Regions from separate parts of the Gossypium hirsutum genome. Here region 1 is linked to region 2. Evidence: chromatin contacts called from public Hi-C data. All regions are on one chromosome and are shown on one strand. The core of a region is the stretch at or near the end of the contact, and the rest is flanking DNA. Distances in the headings are between cores, read along the strand shown.

Region 1 (3,410 bases), core at 9-2,508, 170 kb after region 2:
CAGAATTTAAATTAAATAAGTCTGCTTCCTCTGGCATAGCTTTTGGCTCTGGTGCGTTGACTTTTGAAGGTTTTCTGTTTTCATTGGAACGCACCTATTTTTGATGATGTTTGGCGTACCACCAGTCCAATGAGACTGTCTCACTGCTGGTAAAAATTTTGGCTGGAGCTTTTAGCTCCAACGATTGCAGTTAAGTGAGATAATTATTGTTTTATCACCTTCTATTCATTATTGTATTTTTCAATTTACTTTTTATATAAATTTAATTTAATTATTATTTTATATAATATTATTTCATTATATATATTATTATTTAGTATAACTATTATATAAATATTTTTAATGATTTAACTTTTAATATAAATATAAGTTTAATAATTATAATTATAATTTAGCATAAATATAATGAAAATTATTTGGTACAAGAGTTTTTAAACTTCACAATCAAAGGTTCACAAATGTTCTATAAAAATATATTAAAATATTAAAAAAACACAAGAAATTTTTTTTTAAAACTGCGCTTACTGAATACAAAAAAAGTTCACTACCAAATACTAACCTTAGATATAATTATGATTTTATTAATTAATTTAAATATAATTTTTGAATATAAACATATCCTATAATTAATTTTAATCTTATTAAATTTATTTTAGTTTAGATTTGGATATATTTTTATTATTAAACTCATCTTGGTTTATAACCATTTGTGATCCTAACTACACTTGGGATATTTTAGATGTAAAATTGAAGGGAGACTTGGTCAGCAATTGGAGTTTTGACCTCACCTCACTCTTCAGTCCACTAATCTTACTTCTAGTTTATCATGACCAAAGACTTGTCTATGCTGAAAAACTCGGTTTCTTTTGGTCAAACTTCAAACTTTCTATTCCAACAACCATTTTTTCTAATCCCAAAACTCCAATGAAGTTCCTTTAAAAGCCCCAGAGTTTCAATTTCTTATTCAAACCCAAAACCTTTCACTCTCCTACTCCCTCTTTGCTTAAACCTCAGCATAGACAAGTTCAAACATTTTCCAGCTTTTAGTTACTTAATCAAAACTTAACATTCAGGCCAAATTCCATGGTTGTTGCTTCTTGCTCTTCACCATTTAGGCTATTTCAATCCCTTTGGCTGCTTCTGCTTGTGATCCTTGGAAAAGTTTTTTCTTCTTCATAACCAAATTTACCCGGTCTATAGCAGGTCATGAATTAGTATTTCCAAGTTCCAAACAAGGAATCCCTCTCTATTTTCTTACAGTTGAAGGAAAGAAGAAAGGGGGAAAAAAAAATGGAGAACATGTGGAAGTGGGAGCAGGGGACACTGGTGAGCGAGCTGATTCAAGGAATGCAATTAGCAAAACAGCTAAGGTTGCATTTGGGTGCACCATCATCTTCTGTTGAATCCAGGGACTTGCTACTACAGAAGATCTTATCTTCCTATGAAAAAGCTCTTCTGATTTTGAAACTGAGCAGGCCTACGGAACAGCCACAACAAAATGTAGGAGGAAAAACTTGTGTGCCAGAGTCTCCTCTAACCATCAACGGCAGCCCCAGGAGTGATGATTTAGAAAAGGATAACCAGGATATCAGAGATGTCTCAAAGAAGAGGTGAATTTGCAAGCTACAAGTTAATAATTCTTGAATGTTATTGCAAATTTTGGAAGTTGTAAATTTGAGTATGCTAAATGATTCCTGGAACTGTGTTTTGCAGAAAGATGATGCCTAGGTGGACGGATCAGGTGAGAGTGAGCTCTGAAAACCTGCTGGAAGGTCCTCATGATGATGGCTACAGTTGGAGAAAATACGGGCAAAAGGATATCCTTGGAGCCAAATATCCTAGGTGAATGACCCTTTTCCCTTGTAAAATGCTGGACTTTTGTATTAGTCAAAACCCTGATGATAGAATGTTTACTTTTGCAGAAGCTATTACAGATGCACCTATCGAAACACCCAAAACTGCTGGGCTACAAAGCAAGTGCAGAGATCAGATGAAGATCCCATCCTCTTTGAGGTCACATACAGAGGAACTCATACATGTGCAAATGGCAACCCCGCAGTTCCATCCCCAGAAAAACAACATAAATCAAACTCAAACGGCCTTAATAATACCAATTACCAACCATTGCAATCACAAGATACCCTCTCAGAGTTTCGAGCAGGCCTAAGAGTCAATACTGAGGGCTTAGACAATAAAGAGATGGCACCCCCATTCTCTTTTGCTTCAACATCATTTGGGTGTATAAAGAGCGAAAACCATAGCTTTTCACCTTCAGGAGTACTTGATTACTACAATATCTTCGGCAGCTTTTCATCGCCGTTCATGTCTCCCGATACACCAGAATTAAACTACTTTTCAGTTTCCCAGATGAACAACTTCCAAGGGGTGCTCAACACACAGCATTCTAAATCTGATCTCACCGAGTTGGTTTCAGCCAACACTTCGGCCACCAATTCTCCAATTATGGACTTGGATTTTTCGCTCGACCAAGTGGAGTTGGACCCGAATTTCCCATTTGACACACCGGGATTTTTCTCCTAACTCTTTTCCGCAATCGAATAAGAGTAATGGTAGATGTCAAATTCGGGTTCCAATAACCAAAGTAGGTTCATGGTGAGCCGTGTGTTCTGCGAAGAACTATTGTACAATACATGTCCCTTTCAATTCTATGTTGGTTTTGAGAAATTTCCTCAGATAACAAGTTTTGATACTTGTTCTTATCGAAATTCCATAATACTAGTGCGCAGATTTTCACCAAAATGCAAAGGTCCTTCTAACACTCACTGCAACTTCATTGCAATTAGCAAAGTAGTATTTTAAGCAATGGCCATTTATAATCCAAATAAGTTGTCCATAACAACATACCGTGAAAGTTCACAAATCCTGGATTTCAGAAGAATAAAATAAGTATATACAGGGAAAAAGAATCTACATTCCAACGATTCCTACATTGCTTGTCTTTACACATAGCCGATGGAATACATAAGCAAATGGTAACAAGTTAACACTCTAGAAATTATCATATACCACAAGTCCTGAAATAAGAAAACTGCAGGACAAGAAGCAACATCCAACAGAATTGAGAAGAGCTCATGGTACTTTAACAATGAAATGGCAAGGAGATCGACTGAAATCATAGTTAATCTATATGTAAGGTTTCTTCTGGTTTTCCACATCCTGAACGGAGCTTGATGCGCCTTCTTTTGCATCCTTGGTCTTCCTAAGAGTTTGTCTCAGCCCCAAGACGATGAATAAGTTGGTTAAAGTGAGAAGTGATTCAGCCCCTCCATGTAACCAATCCACATTAGACAAGGAAGTACCGTATTTCACCTTTGCTGTCTCAACCCCACATGGACCAAGTCATAATTTGGCATCAATATGTAGAAACCATTAACTGTTAAAGGAATTGT
Region 2 (3,408 bases), core at 695-3,194:
AAATGGCTATGTTCATTAATTGATTCCCATGCTGTAATTAAGAATGAACACCGTGATATTGTGTGAGGGATCAGTTTTTCCGTGTTCTTCTGTTTATTTGAATGGAGAAATTTCTTGGAGATTTTAATTATTATACTTAAATGCCTCATTGGTACAGATTCAAGCTCCAATGTCTGCATAGAAGACTCGTTCATTTCTACCGGGGATGACCTTGTGGCAGTGAAGAGTGGATGGGATGAATACGGGATTGCTTATGGACGCCCCAGTTCTTACATCACTGTTCGGCGAGTAACAGGTTCAACCCCATTTGCTGGAGTTGCAGTGGGAAGTGAAACATCTGGAGGAGTGGAGAATGTGTTGGCCGAGAACATAAATCTTTACAACTCCGGAGTTGGTGTTCACATCAAGACTAACATCGGCAGGGGAGGGGTTATAAAGAACATCACAGTGTCTGAACTGTTCATGGAAAACGTTAGAACAGGTATAAAAGTAGCAGGTGACACCGGCGACCACCCTGATAACAATTTTAACCCAAACGCCCTCCCATATGTCAAGGACCTTATGTTAAAGAACATTTGGGGTGTGAATGTCCAGCGAGCAGGTTGGATGCATGGCATCGAGAATGCCACTTTCACCGGCATCTGTCTTTCAAACGTTACCCTCCAGGGCACGACTGGACCAAGACCTCCTTCCTGGAACTGCAATGCCATAAGGGGGGCTGCAATCGAGGTTAGCCCACGGCCATGCGCTGAACTCACCAGCGTAGAACAGAGTGGTTCATGCGCCAGCCATTCCTAAGATTCATGTTATAAAATATAGTTTTCTACTCTGATTTTAACCCTTTTATGTCTCTTTTTTTTTTCTTTAATATTCACGTTAAACCTTTCCATTGCAACAAGTAAAAAAATTCATGAAAAACAGAACAACTAAACCAGTGATCTGGCAATATGAAATCTCACAGCGCAGTTACTATAATACAAGGAACATCATATGGTTCATCTCAAACGAGTGCAATCTTATTTACAACCCATAGTAAGGCACACTAAATAGTAATATGCACGCATACCCTAAGGGCTGGTGACTAGAAAGTGAAAATTACCCAAATAAACATATAGATAGATGCAACACTAGATCACTATGATCATTTTAGAAAACGTGCAGGGTATATTCAAAAATGAATAAAATACTTCCGGAACTTCTCCATGAACCCGCCCTCGTGCTCCTCTGTCTCATCCCTTTCTTCCTCTCCATGGTGATGATGGCGGTGGTGGTGGTGGTGGTGGTGGTGGTGGTGGTGGTGGTGATGCTCTTCCTCATGATCCTCTTCATCATGGTGCTCGTGGTCATGGTCTTCATCATGGTGCTCCTGGTCATGGTCTTCATCATGGTGCTCGTGGTCATGGTCTTCATCATGGTGTTCGTGGTCATGGTGGTCTGGCTTCATAAAACCTACATGATGCTTAGACTCGGTGCCATCATCGTCAAAACTGCCCCAACTGGCCTCGATCTGGCGAACAACACCGCGTGACTCTGGGTCAAAACTTCTCTCGTTGGACAGTATCATATCGTTGCCGTAAGAAATGAAGCGCTTCTGATGGAAGCGTGGATTCAAAAGCCTGAAGCGTTTATGGAAACGGCAGTTGTGCTTGTGACGGAACGGATTCAAGGGACGCCTTGGGAAGTGGCGGTTGACAGGGTTAAAACTGATCCTGGTCAAAGGAACGGAGGCGACGCCGGAGGCATCATCATCGTGCTTGAAGTCGAGTAATTTGGGGGGTTCAAAGTGGGGTTTCTCGCTGGGGAGAAGGATGGCGGATTCGGGGTCGGATTCGGATTCGGATTTTTCGGGGGTGACATCATGTTGGGATTCAGATGTGATGAAGCGGGCGTGAGAGAAGGTGAAGAGGAGGAAAGTAAGGGTGAAGAGAAAAGCGAGTCTAGCCATTTTTGTCTAAAAGGGATTTTTGGTGAAGGCATGAAATATGGATTAATAAAAGGGGCTGTGTCAGGACCGGTGGTTTTGACTTGGAAACAGGAGGTGGTGCCGGAACGGGTCAATAGGGGTGACCCAACACGTGGCTTTGGACACAGTACATATTTAATTATTACTGATAAATTAATATGTTATAATTTTATTAGTATCAAATGAAATTATTAATATGAATATATTATTTTAATTTTATAATTTGGATTAATGAATACTAATTAAGTAGCAATAGCGAACCTATTAGAAATTTGAAAACTGGGCAAATCTGACTTTTGGGATTTTGGTTTGGTGTCGTATGGGACAAGTTTTGGGTTTGACAAATCTGCTCCAGAAGCTTCTTTTTAAAGTAGACTTGTGAAATATTATTTTGTGTTTAAAAATAATACTTGATAATAATAAATATGTAGTATGTACGAAATTAAAAATAATTTAGATGAAAAATCTAAGTAATACTCGAGTGAAAAACTGTGTAATAAAATTAAAATGTACAATGTTATCAAAACAAAATTTTAATTGAGGTGGTTTAAATCAATGTGAAAAATTAAGATTTTATAAGTGCGGGTGACAATGGTTTGAATCTCACTATATATAAAATGTTTATTGATTTTATTTAAAATATAAATAAGACAAAAATATTTTTATAATAATATAATTAATTTTAAATATGAAAAAATATTTTAATAGTTCTTTTAATTGAATTGGTGTGGCATTAATTTAATTAAGAATTTAAATAATAATACAAATATATAAATAAAGTACAACAAAAATATAAATTTAAACCTATTTTTCTTCCTTGACAAAAATTTAAGCCGTGTTGGGTTGGCACGTCTGATTAATCTTTAAATAAGGGTTGGCCCTGTTTGTATTGTATTGTGTGTAATGTGGAATTGAATCATTGTTCCAAACTCTGATTTCACATTGGACAAAAATTTAAACCATGAATATTTGATGCTATAGTTTTCACACTCCACAAATAGTATGTGTATGATAAAATATTAAAAAATATATGATAATTTTTTAAAATTATTTATGAAATAAGAAAAAAAAGAGTTCATTATTAGTGAATTAATTATTATCTTATAAACAAATGGTAATTGTTCTGACCATTCCATTGCCACTAGTGTAACACCCCTTACCCGTATTCGATGTCGGAATAGAGTATGAGGCATTACTAAAACACATACACTTGTATACGTATTAAACCGAGTTACAAAATTTCATCCGAATTAAAACTTTTTATATTATTAACGTGCTTTTATAATTCTTTACAACCTATCCTCGAAATATTGTATTCATAATAAATAGAGCCTATAAGACTCGATACAAACTCATTCATATACTCAATTTATCCATTAAATCATTTCAACCTTGAATAATCCACATTATGCCAAAATCAACACTAATAACAATCATAAATCTCT

What was found. Hi-C and Micro-C count contacts between places; a contact is called where the count stands out from the background.
Region 1: a Hi-C map of leaf shows a contact between it and region 2, with 2.6 times the contacts expected there. The contact joins the promoter of LOC107909973 here to the promoter of LOC107909940 in region 2. A contact is called at or near these places in 6 of 34 Hi-C or Micro-C datasets (callus, leaf and petal).

The regions. Positions count from the first base shown.
Region 1 is chrD08:42,952,950-42,956,359 of Gossypium_hirsutum_v2.1, forward strand. LOC107909973 (probable WRKY transcription factor 41) reads left to right here and starts at 1,259. Exons shown (of 3, transcript NM_001327029.1): 1 at 1,259-1,610; 2 at 1,714-1,842; 3 at 1,923-2,589. The coding sequence starts at 1,291. The coding sequence ends at 2,541. It overlaps LOC107909980, which reads right to left. Exons shown (of 3, transcript XM_016837711.2): 3 at 2,863-3,335. The coding sequence ends at 3,145.
Region 2 is chrD08:42,781,538-42,784,945 of Gossypium_hirsutum_v2.1, forward strand. It overlaps LOC107909940 (sarcoplasmic reticulum histidine-rich calcium-binding protein), which reads right to left and starts at 1,945. Exons shown (of 1, transcript XM_016837653.2): 1 at 941-1,945. The coding sequence starts at 1,945. The coding sequence ends at 1,169. LOC107909932 (probable polygalacturonase) reads left to right here. Exons shown (of 5, transcript XM_016837645.2): 5 at 158-2,182. The coding sequence ends at 798.